Regions from separate parts of the Mus musculus genome. Here all the other regions are linked to region 3. A link is a contact called in public HiChIP or PLAC-seq and promoter capture Hi-C data. All regions are on one chromosome and are shown on one strand. The core of a region is the stretch at or near the end of the contact, and the rest is flanking DNA. Distances in the headings are between cores, read along the strand shown.

What was found. Promoter capture Hi-C pulls out the DNA fragments that hold promoters and counts their contacts. HiChIP or PLAC-seq counts read pairs in DNA pulled down with a chosen protein or histone mark.
Region 1: a promoter capture Hi-C map of embryonic stem cells shows a contact between it and region 3, with 6 times the contacts expected there. The contact joins the promoter of Prdm13 here to the promoter of Wwp1 in region 3. A contact is called at or near these places in 7 of 39 promoter capture datasets (cranial neural crest, embryonic stem cells, hippocampal neurons and 3 more), 1 of 15 datasets of contacts at CTCF or cohesin (large pre-B cells), 1 of 484 Hi-C or Micro-C datasets (CD4 T cells), 5 of 115 datasets of contacts at active chromatin or transcription factors (astrocytes, embryonic forebrain, large pre-B cells and 2 more) and 1 of 9 other capture datasets (adipose tissue).
Region 2: a contact with region 3 is called in an H3K4me3 HiChIP or PLAC-seq map of forebrain, with 5 times the contacts expected there. The contact joins the promoter of Nkain3 here to the promoter of Wwp1 in region 3. A contact is called at or near these places in 4 of 39 promoter capture datasets (cranial neural crest, frontonasal cranial neural crest, hippocampal neurons and 1 more), 1 of 484 Hi-C or Micro-C datasets (uterus) and 3 of 115 datasets of contacts at active chromatin or transcription factors (astrocytes, embryonic stem cells and forebrain).

Annotation. Positions count from the first base shown.
Region 1 is chr4:21,683,527-21,687,237 of GRCm38.p6, forward strand. Prdm13 (PR domain containing 13) reads right to left here and starts at 2,437. Exons shown (of 4, transcript NM_001080771.1): 1 at 1,985-2,437; 2 at 324-455; 3 at 1-12. The coding sequence starts at 2,272.
Region 2 is chr4:20,776,579-20,780,644 of GRCm38.p6, forward strand. Nkain3 (Na+/K+ transporting ATPase interacting 3) reads right to left here and starts at 2,090. Exons shown (of 6, transcript NM_001290410.1): 1 at 1,684-2,090. The coding sequence starts at 1,737.
Region 3 is chr4:19,706,857-19,711,043 of GRCm38.p6, forward strand. Wwp1 (WW domain containing E3 ubiquitin protein ligase 1) reads right to left here and starts at 2,148. Exons shown (of 25, transcript NM_177327.5): 1 at 1,983-2,148.

The sequences.
Region 1 (3,711 bases), core at 1,187-3,686, 2.0 Mb after region 3:
CCGATAGAAGATCTAGGATACAAAAATAAATAAATAAATAAATAAATAAATAAATAAATAAGGTGCTGTGTTATTTCCTGGATGACTGGGAATAAAGATTAAAAGACTGGTACTGTGATCCTGGAGATGCTGCTGGATAACTTGGAATCTCATCCTTCATCTTTTAAATGACAAAGCAAAAGTATCTTCCTTACAAGGTCATTGGGATGTTGAGGAGAGAATTCTTGCCTTTCAAAGTTCTTTGCTCATGAAATGCTTGGCTGCCTTAGGGACCATTAGTAGATGAAACTGGAATTAATAACAATGAGGGGCTCTGACAGTACCTGTCCTCCTGGTAAGTCTGCAATAGCTTCCAGAGTCTGTTCCTGGGGATTCCTGGCTGCCCGGATTAACCCTATCCACTCCAGAGGGGAGCCCCCTGACTCGTCCACCAGCTCCCCTCTCACCATGCGCACCTGCAATACAAGCAGTGGTCATTACCCAATGTGCCACAGCCAGGCTCACAGCTCAGAGGAAAGTTTATCCTACAGCCCACGGAGCTCAGGAAAGCAGATGTGTTCTCTTTGACCCAGCCTCTAGTAGCTGCTCAGGGCCCCAGCTTAGAGAGTGGAAAAATAAAGGAGTCTGGATAGTAGACAGTATCACCACCACCACCAACAACAACAACAACAGCAGCACACACACACACACACACACACACACACACACACACACACACACCTTGGAAACACCAGCTGGAAAAAGCGTCCTCTCAGAGCTCCAGGATGCATCTTATTGCAAAACTCACCAGCTCTTCCCTAAGTGATGTTCTGGGATCCTTAACACTGAGAGAGAAGTGGTTTCTAAGTTCAAGCAGGTCCTGAAGCCTGATGCAGTACTCCTACCCTGTTTCTCAGCCTCCCGATTCTCTAGTACCGTACTAGGCTGCAAGTGAACTCAGCAGTGAGATGCTCAGAACAAAGCGAGCACGGAGAAATTTTGCCTGCAGCTAGCAGGCCATTTAAAAGCAATTAAATTGCGTTTAAAGAGAGAGGCGTGGTGAGCTTCAAAACCCGGTGTTGCCTGGGATGAGAGACACCGGGCTTTCTAGCACCGGAGAAAGATGCTGGCCCTGCTCCTCCTATGAAAGATACTTCTTATAAGAAAGCTCTAGGAGGTTACTAAAACCAAGGTCTTTCTCTTTTAAACAAGCGTTCCATTTCATTCCCTGGTTGCTGTCTGCCAGTCCTTGGCTACTAAAGCGCCCCCCACCCCACCCGCTGCGATCAAGAGTCTTTACTTTCCCTCTCTGGTCAGGGATCCTGGGGGTGTGTTGAGGTTAGGGGGGTCAGAGTGGGAGAGTTGTACCTGGGGCCTCAGACTCTAAGAGCCAGCCACAAGGTTTAACTAGGTGTTCTTTCGAGGGTGGGCTCCCCTACCTCTCAACAGACATCAAAATTAATCACCTTGCTCATCCCCTCTCCATCTCCTACACAAACCTACAAGCAAAAGGGGTTTGAGTGGGGATATATTCCCAGATCTAAGAGCCTCCCAAGGACTATCTCTTCGGTGAAATGGAATTAAATTGTTTAAAACAAAAATGTAAGCTTCATATTAGTAAAGAGAAGAGGAGAAAAGTCCTCTCCGTCCTATGACTACAACGAAAATGGTACCTTTGCAAGGAAGGCAAAGACTGAGGTGGGAGCTAGGAGTCTCCATCACCTTGCTGAGGACATCCTGGAGCGCTGAGAAATCACCGGTTCCCAGAGGCCCCCCATACCTACAGACCCTGGCGCACTAAGGTCTGTTCCAGCTTAGCTCTGCCCTCCCGTTAGCCGGCCCCACGTCCAGCTCAGTTATCAGACTTGCTAAGGATAATCAGATAATTCTGTCCTGCAGATTTATCAGGTATCCCTTTTCTCTGCTGCTCGTCTCTACCCCTTTTTCTGGATCAGGGAAATAGGAGGTGAGAGGCAAGGGACGGAGATCCAGAATGGCCCAGTACCTTTTTCTTGGGCCCTGGTTCCCTGCGATCTGACAGGTACTTGCCCAGCTTGAAGGTGCCAGGCACCGGCCCAAGGCGCAAGCCAGCCGGGATGCAGCAGTCAGCGTTCACGCTGGTGGCCGAAGTGCGAGAAGTTCCGTGCATTGTTGCCACCGCCGCCAGGCAGACGCTGGGGCTCGCGGGGTCCTCCACGGGGCGCAAGTGACAGAACCAGGAGCAGCCGCATGCAGAGGAGGGACCCGCACCCCGACGTGCGTCTTCTGTCCGCGGAGTGACGTGGGCGGGCATGCACTGCGCCTTTTCAATCCGGGCGGGCGCCTTTTGGCACTGCGAGCGCAAGGGCGCGGAGTTTGGTGAGAGAGTTGCGCTGTGAAGCAGCTGCAGAGTCCCACCCGAGAGGGTCACATGGAGTGGTTCCCTCAGCCCCCTGCATAATCGAGGCCTCTGAATGGCTAGCACACAATGGTCCAGGCGACCTTCCCATTCCTAAAAATCCAATTTGTCAAGGGCGAAGAAAAGGCGCTGGTGAATCAAAGGTCCGGCGGGACCATTAATCCTCAGCATGGGGTATTGTCCCTGAGACAGTTACGATATTTTAAGTGACAAATCCACTGTATAATTTCTCCATAAATTTTACTTCCTTTTATTGTTCACCGACAAACCAGTTTTGGGAAATAAGTGACTACTTTAAGTCTACTTGGCTGATTCCTTTGAGCCTTGGTCTACTTCAAAGATTCTTAATTCTCTCCCCTTGGCTTTATTGTAAAGGAGATTAAACAAAGGGACGGGGACTGTTTGGAGGACTTGTTAACTTCTATTGATTTCTGGCGTGTGCCATACAGAAATTAGGCAGGTACTTGATGGGAAAACACCAGAAAATACCTACACTTTTTAAATAACGACCATAGTACCATTTCAGGGATTGGGTTCAGGCCAGTCCACAGTTTAGAACCGCTTTAGTTCTTTCCTAGACCTCGATCTACCCCCAAATATGAAACCACCAGAAGTATTTGAGAGGGCGAAAGCCAACTGAGTATTACGTCTCCATCTCCCTGTAGCACTCAGGGTCCACACTTTCTCTGAGAGTAGGAAGCGGCCACAAAGCCAACAGCTTCGTAGGAGATCTGCTCTGCGGATGGAGCTGCAGCGTTGAAGACCTGGGAAGTTCTCCTTCGGGATTATTAATCACGTCTTCCCACCGGCAATCAATTCAAACCTTGTTTTGCTTTAAGTTGAAATGGGGGGGGGGGTGGTTAGAAAGTCCTGACACTAATTTCTCCATAACCAAAAGGATATTGTTTTAAACCTTATTTTTAAAGCAAACCACCACCACCAAAGTCATCTCTCCGTCTCCCAACGGGGAAAGGAGTGCCCTAGAGGGTATTTGGGTCAATCCTGGGCACCTTTCCCCAAACCCCACGCTGCCATTACTGGAGCCACCAAGAAACTCCTGCAGAGGCCCCAATGCTGTGGTGTCCTCACCCCCATCTTGTTCCCACCCCCCACTTCATCCAGTGCTCACAGAAAGTAGAACAGAGGACCCTGAGCAAAGCGCTCACTGCTTCCTCCCTGTGGCCTTGACCAAGAAGTTGCAGTTATCCCGCCAGAACCTGGAGAGGCTCTGGCTACCGGATGTCAGGGGAGCAAAGTAACAACTCTGTTGCAAGTTTGAAGAGGGCCCTTAAAGTCGCTTATTAAGCTGCCCTCTGTTGGAAACTTGTGCTCAC
Region 2 (4,066 bases), core at 840-3,339, 1.1 Mb after region 3:
GATGACAGACTGTGTTATGGATTTGTGTGTTAGTGTCTTATCATAGAGGTAGAAACTCTTACCTAGACAACACATATACTTTCTTTTGGTTAGGATCCAGTTATGAAATTCGTATGATCGTGTCTCCACCTCTACCATACTACAACTTACTTTGGGGGGAAAAAAAAAACTCTATGAGTTCCTCATGGGCAAATTAGTGAAATTGGTGAATTGAATTATGATTGTGTGAAACCCTTACGTGCAATATGAATGTAACACTAAAGTATGCCTTTACAGGTCACACAATCCAGTGTGCCTTAGAGAAACAAGAGTTGACCGAATTTATTCCTTTTTTTTTTTAATTTAAAAGCCGAGTTCACTTTTTAAAAAAATCAGTATGTAAGCTTTCTTTTGAGGGTTTTCACCCCAGCTAAAGAAAAAAAATATCATGCTCATGTGTAAGTTTTAAATTATTGTTATTTCAAACACATTGTGGAATAGGCTATCCAATAGTCTTCCGGATTTATCTGTTTTGCGTGTATGATTACAGAAGAATAAGCACATATACAGTGAAGCTTTGGGGGGAAACTGGAAAAGTGAGAATGTTTAAAAACCTCCAGTGAACAAGGACTAACTACTGAGCCTCATTATTACTTCTTCCCGTTAATGAGCCCTGCTAGAGCTATCACCATTAGGTAAAGTTCTCTGAAAGCCTTGTCAAAATACACAACTTACACCTTTGTGGGTTCTGACAAAACAAACGCAATGCTTCAAAGAAAGGAAGTGCCGCGGGGAGCCTACAAGGTCTGCTCCCTGAACTAGGAGGGAAAAAAAAAAAAAAGACTATGAATCTCACTCACAAAAGTCTAGCACAGGAGATTGCAGCCTTGACTTCTGGTAACCACGAAACAGACCACAGAATCAATCCTAATGACAATAGGACCCAGAGTATTTGCATAGAATCAGAAAGGTCTTTTATCTTTGCACCCTGATTTCCAACTTCCTATTCCACTCACTCCCTGGGCAAGGGGCCAAGCCAAACAGAAGCCGGGTTCCCTTCTTTGCTCTGTTCACTCCCCAAAGACAGCTGTCAGTCCGTCGCATCCTGAGCACGCAGCATTTCAAGAAAATCAAAAGAGGAACTGAAAAGGCAGAGGCTGAACTTGTGGTTCCCAAGCACAACCACATGTTCCTGGAGTACTCCACTCCTCTACGATCGCCTTCCAGATACTGAAAGAGAGGTGAGATTGTAGCTCTCTCAGTAACTAGCTGCCCTCAAGCACCTTCTAACCAAACAAGAACCTATCTCCAGAAAACCGTCCCAATAAGAGCAAGCTCCAAACCCAGGCATAACTTAAGCAGAATTGCAGAGGATGCACACGCTAGGTGTCCAAGAGAGGGGCGGGGAAAATGCTCTCTCCTGGAACGCCACCCCAGCTGCCCCCGACCGCGTGGCGATGCCGGGTGGGGGCGCAGTGAACCCAAGCGCGTGGGACCAGAAGTGAGACCGCGCCCTCCTGCGGGCAAGAGCTACCAGGCGGGAGGCACAGATAACCTGGAAGGGACAGAGAGGGTGGGGGATCCCTCTGATGCGCTCTGCCGGCTCACCGGTCTTTAGCCGGGAGCTTCGGATCCAGGGACAGAGCCCTACAAGCCAGTCCGAAAAGCGGGCTGTTTCCAGACCCGGACGCACTGGGCACTTACCAGCTGCAGTGCGCAGAGACAGACCAGCGAGCAGCGCCCGGTGCAGCAGCCCATGGTGCGGCCAGCGTCCCAGCAGCGCCGCTTGAGAGAGATCTGGCAGCTCCGGCTGTATCCTGCGACTTCAGAGCAGCCCGCGCGGCTCTCTCCCCGACTGACCGGGCGCAGGCTCCGGACCCCGCGGCCGGCTTTCTGCTTTCGGACTGGGGCTCGCTGTCGCCTTTGTTAATCTGCGTGCAGGGCGGGCGGAGGTCAGCGCGGCGCGCCCGTGCAGTGCGTCTGCCAGGGGTCCCTACCTCCTAGCGCGAGGGTCGGCTTCTTGAGGAGGGGGAGCCGGGCGGAGGGCGGGGGATGGAAGAGGCTACAGCTGGTGAGTGGGTGAATGTCTTTTAGGGGAGGGGAGTATGCAGGAGGTGGGTGTCTGGAAAGTGCGGTGGGCTGTCTGGGTCGGTGTGTGAGAGTGTGTGCTCACGCGAGTGTGTGTGTGTGTGTGTGTGTGTGTGTGTGTGTGTGTGTGTGTGTGTGTGAGTTGGGAGGGGATGAATGAAAGAGAGCGCCTCTGGGGAGGATCGTCTTGTCTTGTTAGGAGTCTGGGGAGAGAGAAAGAGACTGTGGGAGGATGAGATTGAATGTGAATGAGCTTGAATCTGGGAGGCCCCCAGGGATTTGAAGCCTAGGCTCACGGAGCAATTGTGGAGTCATAAGCTGTAGGTTTTCTTTCTGGGTGTGAGGAGTGGGTGAAAGCTACTGCAAAACCTGGAGCTAGGTTTACCCACGCTGCCCTGGAGAGGTACATGTTCTGTTTGGTGTGTGGGGAGGAAGGACCAAGAGACTTGGAACTCAACGTGAAAGCACTCTACATAATGAATGGCCAAGGTAGGGCAGTGGACTGAGCCACTGGCATGGCGCTAAGAGGTGGTTCAATCAATAAGGGTCTCAACCCAAGACTCTGGGTCCCAGGTCAGCGGAGATGACATTTTTCGCACCAGGCGCCCCTGCTGGAATCTTCTAGGAAAAGTTGCCTAGGGTCACAGCAGAGCTTAATGTTCCCCCAAGAGCCCAGAGACTAGACACACTGCTCAAACTGACTTAAGGCTTTAATTTGGAGTGCCTTGGGAGTCTTCATAGAGACACTGACAAGGAAAAGACAGGGCCTTTTAATAATAATGAGATATTTCTAGAATAAACACAAATAAGAAGTTGGACAGAGAAAAAGTGAGAGGAGCCTAGAAGTAAAACCTAATTCTAGTTACTTAAGATACCAAACAAACTCTCCACGAATTCTAAAGAAACTGACTACCCTCACATGAACAGAGCAGAGCCCAGGAGTTCTGTAGCTAAATCACTCCTCAAGAATCAGGAATAAGTCGAAAAACCAAAAAAGAAAAAGAAAAAAAAAGAAAAGAAAAGAAAGAAAAAGAAAAAGAAAAAGAAAAGAAAAGAATCAAAAATAAACCCTTGACAAATTGAGTCCAAAGAGGAACAAGGCTGGAAACACGGTTTTTAACCTATTGCTGCTCTCCTGGTAGATTCTTGGTTTATAAGTTAAGAAAAAGTGAAGGCTAGGTCAAGTGTCTCTTGCCTCTTAGCACTCTGGAGGCGTAAGTAGGCTGATCTCTCTGAGTTCAAGGATACCCTGGTCTATAAAGAGAGAAAAGGCAAGAGTATGTATTTAACCCATTCAGACATTAGTTTTGGATTTTTGTTTCTCTTGCAATTTTATGTCCTGCTCTTTGTAATTCCTACAACATACATTTTATTTCTAATGTGGACAACATTGTTCCAAGGAAAAATCTACTCATGGCATCTCTGAAATTATAGTAAGTACAAAAGAGTAACTCAAATGGCTATTAAAAAAAGTCAAAAAACAATGTTTCTTGAAACTCCTGTTCATTCATGTGAGAAGGGGCAAGTGTAGTCAGAAGTGGGGGTTTTTGTTTGTTTGTTTGTTTTGTTTTGTTTTGTTTTGTTTTGTTTTCTATCCTAACTTTAAGACATCCATCATCTCCGGGCAGTGGTGGTGCACACCTTTAATCCCAGCACTTGGGAGGCAGAGGCAGGTGGATTTCTGAGTCTGAGACCAGCCTGGTCTACAGAGTGGGTTCCAGGACAGCCAGGGCTACACAGAGAAACCCTGTCTAGAAACAAACAAACAAACAAACAACAAAAAAAACGCATCCATGGTCAAGGACTATGAGATATACAGAAAATGCATTCATGGCCATCACTGATGAATGAAATCCATAAAAAAAATACACACTGACAAATAAATAGTTTTCTTTTTCCAAATCTTTCCCTGTAGTCTTAGCCATTGGCCCCTCTGGTAGCTGAAGTAAATGGTTGCAGAAACAGACACAGGAAAGTCTGTCTGTATTTTCTTTGTGAT
Region 3 (4,187 bases), core at 898-3,397:
ACTCAACAATCTCCTGTGGGCCCCACACTGTCTAGTAACCTGAAATTCATCTCAATTTAATAATAACTCTTGGGCCAAGAGTGGTAGCGAACCCTTTAATTCTAAGGCTGGGAAGGCAGAGGGAGATAGGTAGATCTCTGAGTTCAAGGCTAACCTGATCCACAGGGCAAGCAAGTTCCAGAACAGTCACATCTACGTAGCAAGACCTGTTCCAAAACAAAACTAAAGAAAGAAAAACCACCTTGTTACTGGTCTTGGTTTTTATTTCAAATTTTCTTACCCTATATCCGAAATCCTGCAGACTCCATCCAAACCCTCTTAGAGTCCTCTACATGAACTACAGTTCCTTGTTGACTTCTTGTCATCCTTCATGCCACCCTTCAGTCCAGAGTCCTCAAAATACAAAACCCCTTAACTCATGTAAGAAGTACCCTCTCTGAACTCGACTTGAGACAATTTTATATATTTATGAAACATACACACACGCACACAAAGGTATTCTGGGCATGGTGGCATAGACCTATGACCTCAGAGGCAGGAAGATGGCAAGTTCAAGGCCAGACTGGGCTTTGTAGTGAGATCCTGCCATTTATTCACAGGGACATAAAAGGAGCATCGGTATATAACCCAACACACATACCTCCTCCATAGCCTGCAAAGACAGAAGCTGCTAACCATTTGATCTACATATACCTCCAAATACCTCACTGTCATGCAGTTGATGCTTAATAATTGTGCAAGGATGTAACAGAAATTTCAGCCAACTCAAGAGATTACCATCTCTTTGAAGGCAAGAGACCTGATCAGCCATGCCCTGGGTTTCAAAAGTACAGTGTCTTAAAAGCAGCTCTACATTTTACGTGAAGAATTATTTGGAAATGTTAATAATCTATGTCTCAAAGAGCTAAGTCACATTTCTCAAGCATCTCAATTTCAACAGCTCCAACACTTGGACATTATCTTTGAATTTAAAATGTTAACTAGTTATTTAAAAAATGGTAATTTTCAGTCAGCTTAAGCACATAGTTTTATGGCTCAAGGAAGTTAGATAAATGAAAGAATGTCTTTTTTAAAAGGAGAGTTTTACTAGCAGTTACATACAGACTTGGTGAGACATGTTAAGTGGATTTATACATAAGCAAAAACTCTTACAGAAACCTACAGACAACTGTGAACAGGGTATTTCATCAGGGGTAAAAAAAACACCAAATGGGGAGTGGGAAGGTAACTCTGGCATTTTTTTCCATAACTCTAAGTAGCGGCATTTTAGGGGGAGGAATTCAATTTTATGCACACAAAAAGATGAAACATTAACAGGGAAAACACAGACATTTGTGAAATATTTTATGGTGGACGAGTAAAATATTTCAAAAGCATAATAGATACACCTTCTTTTTGGTAATAATGAAGAGGAATCGCTTAGAGCAAAAGAACTTACAACTCCAAACCGATGAGTAGAAAGCCATACAGCCCTAAGCCACAAACTGATCATTTAAGGACTGTAAAGGCTAAAGGCGACGGGCAAAGTACCAAATCCTAACAATACTACATTTTAAAAGAAGATTTAAAGGAAAAGGACCCAAATCACGAGATGAGGATTAGAAAATTTTGCAAGGTCACTTGAACCTACCAGGTCACCAAAGGTGGAGATTAAGATTGTTGGTGAGAGGAGGTGCGGAGTCAGTGAAAAAAAAAAAAAAGCTGAATGCTAAAAACGTGTCAGAAAAGGACGTTCTGAGGCTGGCGTCCCGGCTCGCGCCGGTGGGATCCGGGTGAAAGTCAGGGCAGCAGTTCTGAGGCGGGGAAGCTGGGACGCCAGCAAGCCGCCGGTCAGGAGGCTGAGCACTGCAGTCACCGAGCCACTTCGCCGGGCTCCGGTGTCACCCGCACAGGCCGGTGCCAGGGCCAGCTCGGGGCAAGCCCGGCGACCCCACCCCGGCGAACTCCGGCCCGGCCGCCCTCCAGAGCCCCGCTGTACTTACCCGCGCAAAGCTGCGGCTCCCGGGGCCCGCAGCCACCGCGGCGGCGCCTCCTCAGCCCTCCGCGCCCAAGATCGCCATCTCGCAGCAGGCGTCGGCCGGGCAGCTCAGGCCGCCCGCAGCCACTCGGATCCCGCACGCCAAGCGCGCCGACACCCGGCCCTCCCCCCACCCACCCCGGCCTACACCTCCCTTCCTCGGGAGCGCGCAGCGTGCTCGCGACTCCGCTGCCGCTGCCGCGCACGGGCGCGCCTCCCCGCCGGGGCCGCTCTGAGCCTCTGGTCCAGACCGGGAATCCAGCTGCCCTCGAGCATGCGCAGCGAGCGCGCGCCCAGCCCGCCTAGGGGCCACTCCGCTCCTCCGGGTCTTCCAGGCGGTCAGGCGGAGAGGCACGCCAACCAATAAGGGAGAGGAGGTGGAGCCAGAGCCGGAAAGGGGGCGGGGCAGCCGCCGGGAAGCCGGTGGTGACTTGTGAACAGCAGCTACCTGGTCTGTTCAGTCAGCTGCAGAGCTTCCTGCATAACCTCAGGGAAGACCCTCCAGGCACGTCCGTGCTTTCGCAGCCAAAGTAGGCTGCGAAGGAAAACCCCTTGACCTCGCTTTAATATTTGATTTAGGGTCCATTAGTAATGGTAGTCACACGAGACCATTGTGTTGGTAATGAAATTGTTCCTTTCTCTTGGCACCACAGTGGCCCAGGGACAAAGCTACTACTGATTGAGCAAGTGCATATATCCCTTTTCGTACAGTTAATGGACACAGTAATTCTGAAAGGTAGCTGTCTCTTGACTCTTTGACACAATGAGTCAACTGGTTTAGAAAAGAGCTGTTGGTAATTTACATTGCGAGAAAGGTCACACTGCAGTGTAATGACCACATTACTCACCATATGGCCCGCCATTCTACTTCAGAGAAAGAACAAAAGTTCTTCCAGAATAAATAGTACATTTAGCCAAACACCTCAGCTAGACCTCACAAATTAATTTAAACCCACCCCAGAGCCGACTAGTTCTCTTGTCAGAAAAGTTCACGAATCCTGGCTTCTTGTTGCCTGTGACACCTTTAACTTCACTACTCCATAGGTAACAAGTTCTCAGCCTAATCACCTTGTAACATTTCTGTTCTAAATATCTTGTTAACATTAAACCACCTTTCTGATTCACTCCGTTGTTGCTGCAACTTTTGAAGAAGAGAAAAAAGTAGTCTACCAAGAAGAACACTAAGGCTCCATGAGTATTTGTAGGACTCAGTAAATACCACTTGAATGAACAAACGTTCATTCTTTTCCACTCTGGTCCATTAGTTACTAGCCCCTAATTTTACATATAAGTTAGGGGCATATGCCTATGGTGCACAAAAATCTCTCAAAAATGTACATGACAATTTTACTTTTCTTCAACCTATTCCTCTTGCTGTGATAAATGACTGGTCCAAAACAACTTAAGGGAAATGGAGTTTACGCTGGCTCATACCTAGTGACCGGAGCTTGAAGCAGCTGGTCACAATAAACCAGAAGTGAGGAAATAGAGTGAGAGGCATGCTTATCATGCCTTTGTTGCATATAGCCCATGGAATGGCCCTGCCCACCTCAGTTACCAGAAGCAAGATAATCCTTTGAAGGCAATGTCAATAGGCCATCTCCCAGGTGATTCTAGATTCTGTCAAGTTTCCAGCGGACACCAAACATCATGTCACTCTAATGCTTAAGGTCATTGGGCACAGTAATAACCTGTCCACAGGTCTTATGACAACGTGCTTTTCAGAGCACCTTCAAGCTCATATGCTATTTGTAGTGCTAGGAGATTACTGAATGTGTCCACTTGGCTGTGTGTTTAAACTGTGTTGCCTTTACATTTCCTGGACCCTTTTTTCCCCCCTGTAAGATCTCTGTAAATAAATGTACTAGCTGCTTCAAAATGCTCTTCACAGGGGCCTGCCTTTCTCCAGAGCGTGTACAGACTTCTCCTTCTGCCTTCCTGTCTCAGTCTCTCACTCCTCCATTGGTTCAGACTTTCCCTAAGGCCCCAAGAGAAGCCCCTAGGTTCTCCTATGCCCTAAGTTGACGCCTAACATCAAATATGTGTTACTGTTGAATATTTTGTAGTTTCTAGTGAACACCGTTCTTTGTATCTTCTCATCAATCATTTCCCTTGTCCTTGTTTACTGTCTCATGTTAAACCTGCCAAGGTAATCACAGAGTGCGCGTTA